Regions from separate parts of the Mus musculus genome. Here all the other regions are linked to region 1. Evidence: chromatin contacts called from public HiChIP or PLAC-seq and promoter capture Hi-C data. All regions are on one chromosome and are shown on one strand. The core of a region is the stretch at or near the end of the contact, and the rest is flanking DNA. Distances in the headings are between cores, read along the strand shown. Region 1 overlaps Gm16191 (a long non-coding RNA gene). Region 2 overlaps Cpne5 (copine V). Region 3 overlaps Cpne5 (copine V).

Region 1 (2,595 bases), core at 62-2,561:
TAGGCGGAGCTCTCGTCTGTAGGCGGAGCTCTCGTCTGTAGGCGGAGCTCTCGTCTGTAGGCGGAGCTCTGGTAGAAACTGAACCTATGGCCTCTGATTCCATGACTCATGTTTATTGAAACATCTGAGAAGACTCAGACCACAACATTGTGACCCTTCGTAAACATGTAACTGTTTTAGAACTAGGTCACTCACACTGACTGATTCACTGTCCCATCCGCGTCTAAATAAGCGAATGACCAGCACCAGACAGAGGCTAGACTTCCTGTGCACCGCTGGTGTGATACTATCAGCTCCGCACACTTCTGACATTTGTACCTTTCACCCACCTTATCCTCTCCTGCATCTCCAGCTCCCTTTGTGTGCCTTTGTACATGTGTGTGCGGGAGCGTGCAGAGGCCAGAAAAGAGCATCCCCACCCCAGCAGCTGGAGTCACAGCTGCCCAGCATGGGTGCTGGGAAGCAGACTCAGGTCTCCCGCAAAAGCAGTGTGTGTGTGCTCTTAAGCTGAGCCTTCCCTACAGTGCCCAGCTCAAGAATTCTTGTACTTGTGAGTCACCTTTGGATCAGAAATATAAGAGTAAAGCATGGAGCTGAGTCCATCCCTCTAAACTGACAAAGGTTTGAAGTGACTATTGAAAACCAGTGTGTCTGAGCAATCCTAATAATAACTAATATTTATGGAATACGTGCTCTTGGTGTGTGTGGCTGCTCCCAAGCCTCCTTCCCTGGAGCAATGTCCCCAGAGACATCCCAGTTTCCACACAGGGGACATCTTTGTGGAATGTCCGTAAAGTTAAATATGACTGGGCTGGAGAGATGGCTCAGCGGTTAAGGGCACTGACTGCTCTTCCAGAGGTCCTGAGTTCAATTCCCAGCAATCACATGGTGGCTCACAGCCATCTGTAATGAGATCTGATGCCCTCTTCTGGTGTGTCTAAAGACAGCTACAGTGTACTTACATATAATAAATAAGTAAATCTTAAAAAGCAACAACAACAACTATGACTGACCAGAAAAGAATCGTCAGCAAAGCCTGTGGGGACCAAGCCATCAATCAGAGTCTCGGATCAGAGTGACACACGAGAAGCCAAGGACCGTGGTAACTGGTAAACAAGGTTCACCCGAGCAGAGGAGAGAGCAGTAATGGAGGGTCACATAACAGAGAAGAGGGAGGTGACCTCTCATCCAGCCCTGCTCAGGATACCAGGAAGTGGGGCCTCCTTGGGGACACCCCTGACTGAGCTCTCCAGCTGGGCCAAACAGCTTCTGGTTTCCCTAGCTCTGGCCTCTGCCCAGACAACTCCAAGAGCTGGAAGCCAGCCAGCTGGAAAATCATCAGCCAGCAGGCCAGCAGGAATCTCAAACAAAGAGGAGGGGACCTGGGGTTGTAGCTCTGGTGGCAGAGGCCTTACTGAGCACATGGGAAGCCCTGCTTCCTTCCCAGTGCCATTTAAAGTAGGCGCGGAGTAGGGCAGTAGAGGCAGACCGTAAATTCAGGATCATCTCGGGTTACAGATCACGCACAGAGTTTTGCCTTGCTCGGGGTGACTCCATTTCACAAGCAACATTTGACTCCAACTTGGAGTGTAAACACCGAGACGGAGTGACGCTGCACTCTGACAGAAATGAACACAACGCCATCTGTCGGTACCACCCACAAGGAACAAACTGATAACTTAAAAATAGAAAGGGCCCCCGCCCTGTTTATCAAAGCAAATTGGGATATGGGTGTGTCCCAGACGTGTCAGAGGAACAAGGTCCAAAGATGGGGGTACAACAACTCCCTGTCAACCCCATAGAGGAGGGCAACCAACACATACACCAAGGGACCCCAACAGGAAGGACAGACAGAGTTCCCCAGTGCCCTGGCCTGAACTGAGCTTGCTCCCCACTTGTAGACATGGCCTGGCCCAGGTGCCGCCTTAGTTCGTATGAAACTTGTTCTGGGGCTGGAGAGATGGCTCAGTGGTTAAGGGCACTGACTGCTCTTCCAGAGGTCCTGAGTTCAATTCCCAGCAACCACATGGTAGCTCACAACCATCCATAATGAGATCTGTTGCCCTCGTCTAGAGTGTCTGAAGACAGCTACAGTGTACTTACATATAATAAATACATAAATCTTTTAAAAATTATTTAAAAAAAAAGCAGCAGCTTGTTCTAGCCCTTGCCCCCTCACCCTGCTCCACCTCCCCTCTGAAGCTTGACTGTGCTCCCCCCAATCCCTGTGCCACCTTGGCACCTCCAGGGGAGCACTTCAGTATCTCCAGGGGAGCACTTTTCTCATCCTCTCCTGACACTCTTTTATTGTGGGGAGTGGACAGAACTATCTTGGTTTTCTTTTCTTTCTTTCTTTCTTTTTTTTTTTTCCAGACAGGGTTTCTCTGTGTAGCCCTGGCTGTCCTGGAACTCACTCTGTAGACCAGGCTGGCCTCAGAAATCCACCTTGCCTCTGCCTCCCAACTGCTGGGATTAAAGGTGTGTGCCACCACCACCTGGCTTAGTTTTTCTTAAGATGTACTTACTTCCGTGTTTGTGTCTGTGTGAGTGCTTGCCTTGCGTGTGCCGGTGTCAGTAGGGGTTAGAGGAAAGCCT
Region 2 (2,595 bases), core at 43-2,542, 240 kb before region 1:
AGAATCCAAGCAGACCTGTGGCTCCTTCCTCTGGGACTCCGAATTCTGTCAAGTAGCCTGGCTTTCTTGGTCCACGGCTCCCTTCCCATACTCTGTGACTTGGGGTGGAGGCCCTGGCAGAATGGGGGCGGGGCAGGTCTGGGAGAGGCTGTAGTGGGCGACATCGACATCCATCGGTACCCTGGGCCTCCAGCCTCAGCAGCATCTTCTCTTGCAGCCATGACTTCATTGGGGAGTTCACCACCAGCTACCGGGAGCTGGCACGTGGCCAGAGTCAGTTCAACATCTATGAGGTAAGATGCTCCAGGGGTGGGGTCTCTCCTCATGGGGGTGCTGGGTCAGCAAGGACCCAGGAGCTCTGAGAGGGGTTGGGGCCAGGGATTTCCGGATTGTCTCACAAGGTGGGTTTCATGTTTCCATTTCACAGATCTCCCCACACACCTCATACACCACACACCCAACCATACACCATACCCCCACACAAACACACAGCGCTAAGTCATCTGACTTCCAAGTTCTTGAGTTCCACCCCTTGCAGAACACTTCTGATAGGTCCTTAAGAAAGTCCTGGGTGCGGGCTGGCGAGATGGCTCAGCGGGTAAGAGCACTGACTGCTCTTCTGAAGGTCCTGAGTTCAAATCCCAGCCCCCACAGGGTGGCTCACAACCATCCGTAATGAGATCTGACGCCCACTTCTGGTGTATAATAATGTATAATAATAAATAAATCTTTGGGCCAGAGAAAGCAGGAACTGAACCAGCAGGCCTGACTGGAGCAAGAGGGGTTGACTTGGAGCGAGCAGAGGTCCTAAAATTCAATTCCCAACAACCACATGAAGGCTCACAACCATCTGTACAGCTCTGTATAGCTACAGTGTACTCACATACATAAAAATAAATAAATAAATTTTTATAAAAGTAATTTAATAGCCACTCCCCTCCCCCACACACACACCACCATTCCCCGGCCCTACACACACACCTCCAACACACACCACAGGAAGAGCACCAGGAAGGAAGGGAAAGATGTCTAACAAGCCAAGACCTGAGGTCCCAACTCCAGAGTGGCCCCACGTCTTCAGACAAAGCTTGTGGTCCTCTGGAGGAGTAGCCAGTGCTCTTAACCACTGAACTATCTTTCCGACCTTCATAGTGGTTTTGGGGAAGGAGTCCCCTAGCCCAGGCAAGGCAGACTGTACCTTTCTTTGGGAAGTGGGTGGAGCAGTTATCTCTCTTGGGGTTTGGCTTCCAGTGGCTGTGAAGTCTTGGGTGAAATGGAAATCGGAAGCTGCACAGATGGGGCGGCCGGTTTCCTTCCGTTTCCTCAGACAGCCTCTTTGCAATCAACAAGATACGAGCTGCCTGAGCCAGGGGAAAACCACCTCCGTTTCTGGCGCCCCGCCCCCACCCCCGGGGGGGCAGCTTTGGACCCAAGGGGTGTCACCAGGAGGCCAAGTGGGCCCAGGAAGCCCTTGCTAGAGTCAGGAGTGTGAAAAAGGTCCTCACCAGTCAACACCCCACCTCCAACCCTGAAGCCACCCTGGCGGGACACACTTTTAAAGCAGCTGTTCCTGGGACCCAGCCTCTGCTAAAGAATCACTCAGACGCTGAGCCTCTTCAAGTCCTACTGTCCTTCTGACAGCCCCAGACAAGCCTCCAGTCTCCAACCCCTCCAGTGATCCCCAACAGCACACCCCCCCCCCACCTCCTGAGCTCCCACCATCCTCTGCAGGGTGTGGGGCTTTGCAATAGGATTCTAGTCTCTTCTAACCTCCACAGTGACCAGAATGCTCTGGGTGTGGCTCCGTGTTGCCTTGAAATGAACTTCACCCCACACCCCCACTCTCTAATGTTAAGGCAGATCTCCACTTAAGCTGGCACTGAGTATTAACCTGACCCCATTGTCACCACACCTGAGCCCCACGGGCCTACAGAGGGGAGTGTGCTCCTTCTGTGAAGAGAGGCACGGCTCATGTCTGTCTGGGCCCCGAGCACTGAAGCTGCTGCCTCCCCAAGGACTCTACTGAGTCAATATGGTCCCACTTCTGATCAATATGGTCCCCAGAGGCTTTCTCAAATGTCCCCTCAAGGAAGTCATCACCTTTGCAAGTCTCTACAGGCACACTCTTCTTCCCGAGGTTGTGCCTGGGGCCTTTCCATGACCATGAGACCCTCAGAGGTGGGCCGGTTCATTCTGCATTCCCAGCAGCCTGGTGCACAGGAAACCAGATTTCAGACATGGGGAAAGGTAGCCGCCTAGTGGAGCGGGCCAGTTCCTTGTAGCGTCCCTAGGGGGTGCTGTGGCCCTGTGTGAAGCCTGACAGTCACTTGTAGCTAGAGAGGCTAGGATGAGGGAGGTTCTAGGAAATCCCAGGAGAGCTCAGAGCAGACAGGGTGCTAACTCACTGTCCACTTCGCTCAGATCTGACGCCAACGGTTGCTTTAACATAAAAAAAAAAAAAAAAGAGTAGGTTCAGAGAGCGGAAGTGTGACTGACTACACGTTAATTTAAAGATAATGCCAAAGGCTTCAAAGAAATGTGTCAGGCACGGTTGTGTGTATCTGTGGTCCCCACCACTCAGAAAGCAGAAGCAGG
Region 3 (2,595 bases), core at 72-2,571, 230 kb before region 1:
GACGAGCAGGGGTGTTGAGGGGAGCCCAAGAGAAATGAGCAGGGAGCCATGCTGATGCCAGGGTGAAGAGGACTCTGGTAGTTTGGGATAAGTTTGTGCCAGGTAGGAGCCTAGTGTGTTTGACGGGAGGCAAGCACGCGGGTGTGATAGGAGCTAACCAAGGAAGAGAATGCAGGCGATGGGGTCAGGGTGGAGGCCAAAATGCACAGGGCCTTGTGGTTCATGGCAAGGCATCTGACGTTTGCTCTAGAGGGTTGTAGCCATTAAGGAAGTAAGAGAGACGAGCACGTGACCCAAACCTCCCCAACACATGGATCGCTATCACCGTGGATCATGGTTTCTTCATCTCTCAACAAACATCTACTGAGAATCCATTCCAGGCCTGTGCAGAGGTCAGAGGCACTTGGCTCAGTCCCCAGTGTCTCCCTCTGGGCTAAATCAGCCACCACAAAGTAGCAATGCCAGCCAGCTTGAAGGGATGGGAGTGGTGGCACTAAGAGACACTCTGGCCCATACCGGATGACCCCCCACCCGGGGTGTGGCCACCATAGTGTCAGGTGGGGTACATGTGTGCACAGATGGTGACATTGGCAGGCTCTGTGGGTGGACCACGCAGGACTTATGTGACTTCAGGGACACGGTAAGCATCTTCCGTGGTCCCTTTCTACAGGTCAGGGCCTTCACCAATGTGGAGCATGGGAGCAAGGACATACGCGCATGCGCACAGCACATACTGCGCACGCTGTCCCATCAGCCCTCTAGGCAGCCATTCTGAGGCTGTACCCAAGAGGAATTCGGTACCAATTACCCTCCAGCTCGGGGCTTGTTTACTTCTGATGACTTCATGGTAAATTAGAGCTGACTCACGATTGTCTCTATAATCAGATGCTCTGCGACTCCCATGACGCCGTGAGTGGGAACGGGGTGGGGTCGTGGCTTGAGAGAAGGGAAGTTCCCATAACCAGCAGCCTATTTTCCATCTCCTTGGGCGCCATGGGAAAGTATAGGGAGGAGATGGGTACCCAGCAGGGGAGTCCAGACAGCGAGCCGCTGCCCCTGAGGTATGTTGGGGAACAGACACACCATCAAAAATATCTTTGTTGTGACACTGGCTTCTCCGCTGGTTTTTTTCCAAAGGTGTGTACTGCAGAACTGTTGCCTGACATGGAGTCTGAAGCAGCTGCTTTTCCCAGAGTCTCTCTGGAATAGCTTTAGTGGCCTCTGGGGCTCCCAAGGCTCTGGCAAGTTCTATAGAGCAGAGAATAGCTTGACTTGATTCAACACAATAGTCCCTGAGGTTTTTGACCACACAGTCAGAGCCTCTCTCTCCTCCCCGCTCTCTGTCCCCACCCCTCTCTGTCTTGCTCTTGCTGTATGTGCGTAACTGGTAATGCTAAGCTAAACAAGCTGTCTAGAGAATGACAGTAGGTACAAGCCTTCCTTGTTCCAGGGCCAAAAATAGAATTTGAGACCACATCCAAAGAGTATAAGGGAAGCCCCCCCACCCCCGAGATGGGTGGGGGAGAGAGAAAGAGGTGGGCCCTTGTGAGAAGGAGCTGGCCTTGAAAGAGGCTCTTCCCACCCACCTTAGAAAAAGAAACCACCCACAGAAGACAGGGCGGGGCTCAGTGATTCACAAGCACAGACTCCTGGCTTTCAGGTGGATTTTATTTTTGTTTCTGTCTGGAACTGAGGGTGTGTGGAACAGAGCTAAAGGAGGTAGACAGGGACGGGCAAGGCAGATGAAGCGTTCTCCAGGACTCTAAGGACCCCAGGGTAGTTTTCTTTCTATTCCCCTCTTTGTCTACTCCTTTCAAATGCCCAAAGTAGTAAACGTAAGATGGCGCCATCGTCATGGTAACACCTGTCACTCCCATGCTCACTGAACCCCTGCATATTCAATGGCGGATCACCCTGTGCAGATGTGGGAGCCTCATCCCATTTTTCAGATGAAGCACGGGGAAGTGAGAGGGTGCCCAAGGTCACAAAACTATAAGGTTGGGAGCCCACAGTTGTCTGAGCTTCACAGTTATTTCATGAATTGTGAGCTGTCACCACCGCCGCTCCACTGACTGCTGTTCTGGGCCTCTGAAAAATGGCCCTGAGTCCCACCTGGTAAGGGCGGCAGAGGCAGAAGCAGAGAACAGGGTTGATAGCACAATTGGAATAGGCCAGCAGGGTGCACAGGCAGAAGGCCACAAAAGCCAGTGGCGTGGCTGGTAGGCGGCCCATGGCAGACACATAGCCCAGTGCTGAGCAGGGTCCCCACATCAGCATGAAGACCCCCAGCATGACAAGACTGAGCTGTGTGTTTGCCCTGTGCTCCTGCACACTCTCACCTGGGGGACCCAAGGGCCATGTGCCCAAGTGTCAGACCACATGGCCAAAAGAGCAGGCTAGGCCCAACAGGCAGGGCAGAAAAGCCAGGGCTCCCAGCAGGATGAAATAGCAGGTTGTTTGAGGTAGGCTGAGAAACAAGAGGCAGGCCAGGGCCTTGGGGACACCCACTGCCTGCTCTAATACTGTCACCTGCTGGAACAGCCAGTTGGGCATCGAGGTGACCAGACCCAGTACCCACATAGCCCCACAGAGCAG

Evidence for each region. HiChIP or PLAC-seq counts read pairs in DNA pulled down with a chosen protein or histone mark. Capture Hi-C pulls out chosen DNA fragments and counts their contacts.
Region 2: a contact with region 1 is called in an HNF4G HiChIP or PLAC-seq map of pancreatic cancer cells. The contact joins two enhancer-like sites. A contact is called at or near these places in 3 of 39 promoter capture datasets (hippocampal neurons and liver), 5 of 484 Hi-C or Micro-C datasets (the G1E-ER4 cell line, the N1E-115 cell line, brown adipocytes and 2 more), 2 of 115 datasets of contacts at active chromatin or transcription factors (embryonic stem cells and pancreatic cancer cells) and 4 of 9 other capture datasets (adipose tissue, embryonic stem cells, liver and 1 more).
Region 3: a promoter capture Hi-C map of adipose tissue shows a contact between it and region 1. The contact joins two enhancer-like sites. A contact is called at or near these places in 3 of 39 promoter capture datasets (hippocampal neurons and liver), 2 of 484 Hi-C or Micro-C datasets (the N1E-115 cell line and embryonic stem cells), 2 of 115 datasets of contacts at active chromatin or transcription factors (embryonic stem cells and pancreatic cancer cells) and 1 of 9 other capture datasets (adipose tissue).

The regions. Positions count from the first base shown.
Region 1 is chr17:28,929,592-28,932,186 of GRCm38.p6, reverse strand. All of the region lies in intron 1 of Gm16191 (a long non-coding RNA gene), which reads right to left. Among named protein-coding and RNA genes, the nearest start is that of Gm16191, 5.6 kb to the right of the region's middle. Within about 2 kb of position 1,311, at least 214 of the 459 cell types and tissues checked have an H3K27ac peak or open chromatin away from gene starts, as enhancers often do. A contact at or near this core is called in the G1E-ER4 cell line, adipose tissue, embryonic stem cells and 2 more, where this site is marked.
Region 2 is chr17:29,171,023-29,173,617 of GRCm38.p6, reverse strand. Cpne5 (copine V) reads left to right here. Exons shown (of 21, transcript NM_153166.2): 12 at 218-293. Among named protein-coding and RNA genes, the nearest start is that of Rab44, 58 kb to the right of the region's middle. Within about 2 kb of position 1,292, at least 100 of the 459 cell types and tissues checked have an H3K27ac peak or open chromatin away from gene starts, as enhancers often do. A contact at or near this core is called in the G1E-ER4 cell line, embryonic stem cells, liver and 1 more, where this site is marked.
Region 3 is chr17:29,154,822-29,157,416 of GRCm38.p6, reverse strand. Cpne5 (copine V) reads left to right here. Exons shown (of 21, transcript NM_153166.2): 21 at 1-896. It also overlaps the pseudogene Gm18271. Among named protein-coding and RNA genes, the nearest start is that of Rab44, 42 kb to the right of the region's middle. Within about 2 kb of position 1,321, at least 93 of the 459 cell types and tissues checked have an H3K27ac peak or open chromatin away from gene starts, as enhancers often do. A contact at or near this core is called in adipose tissue, embryonic stem cells and pancreatic cancer cells, where this site is marked.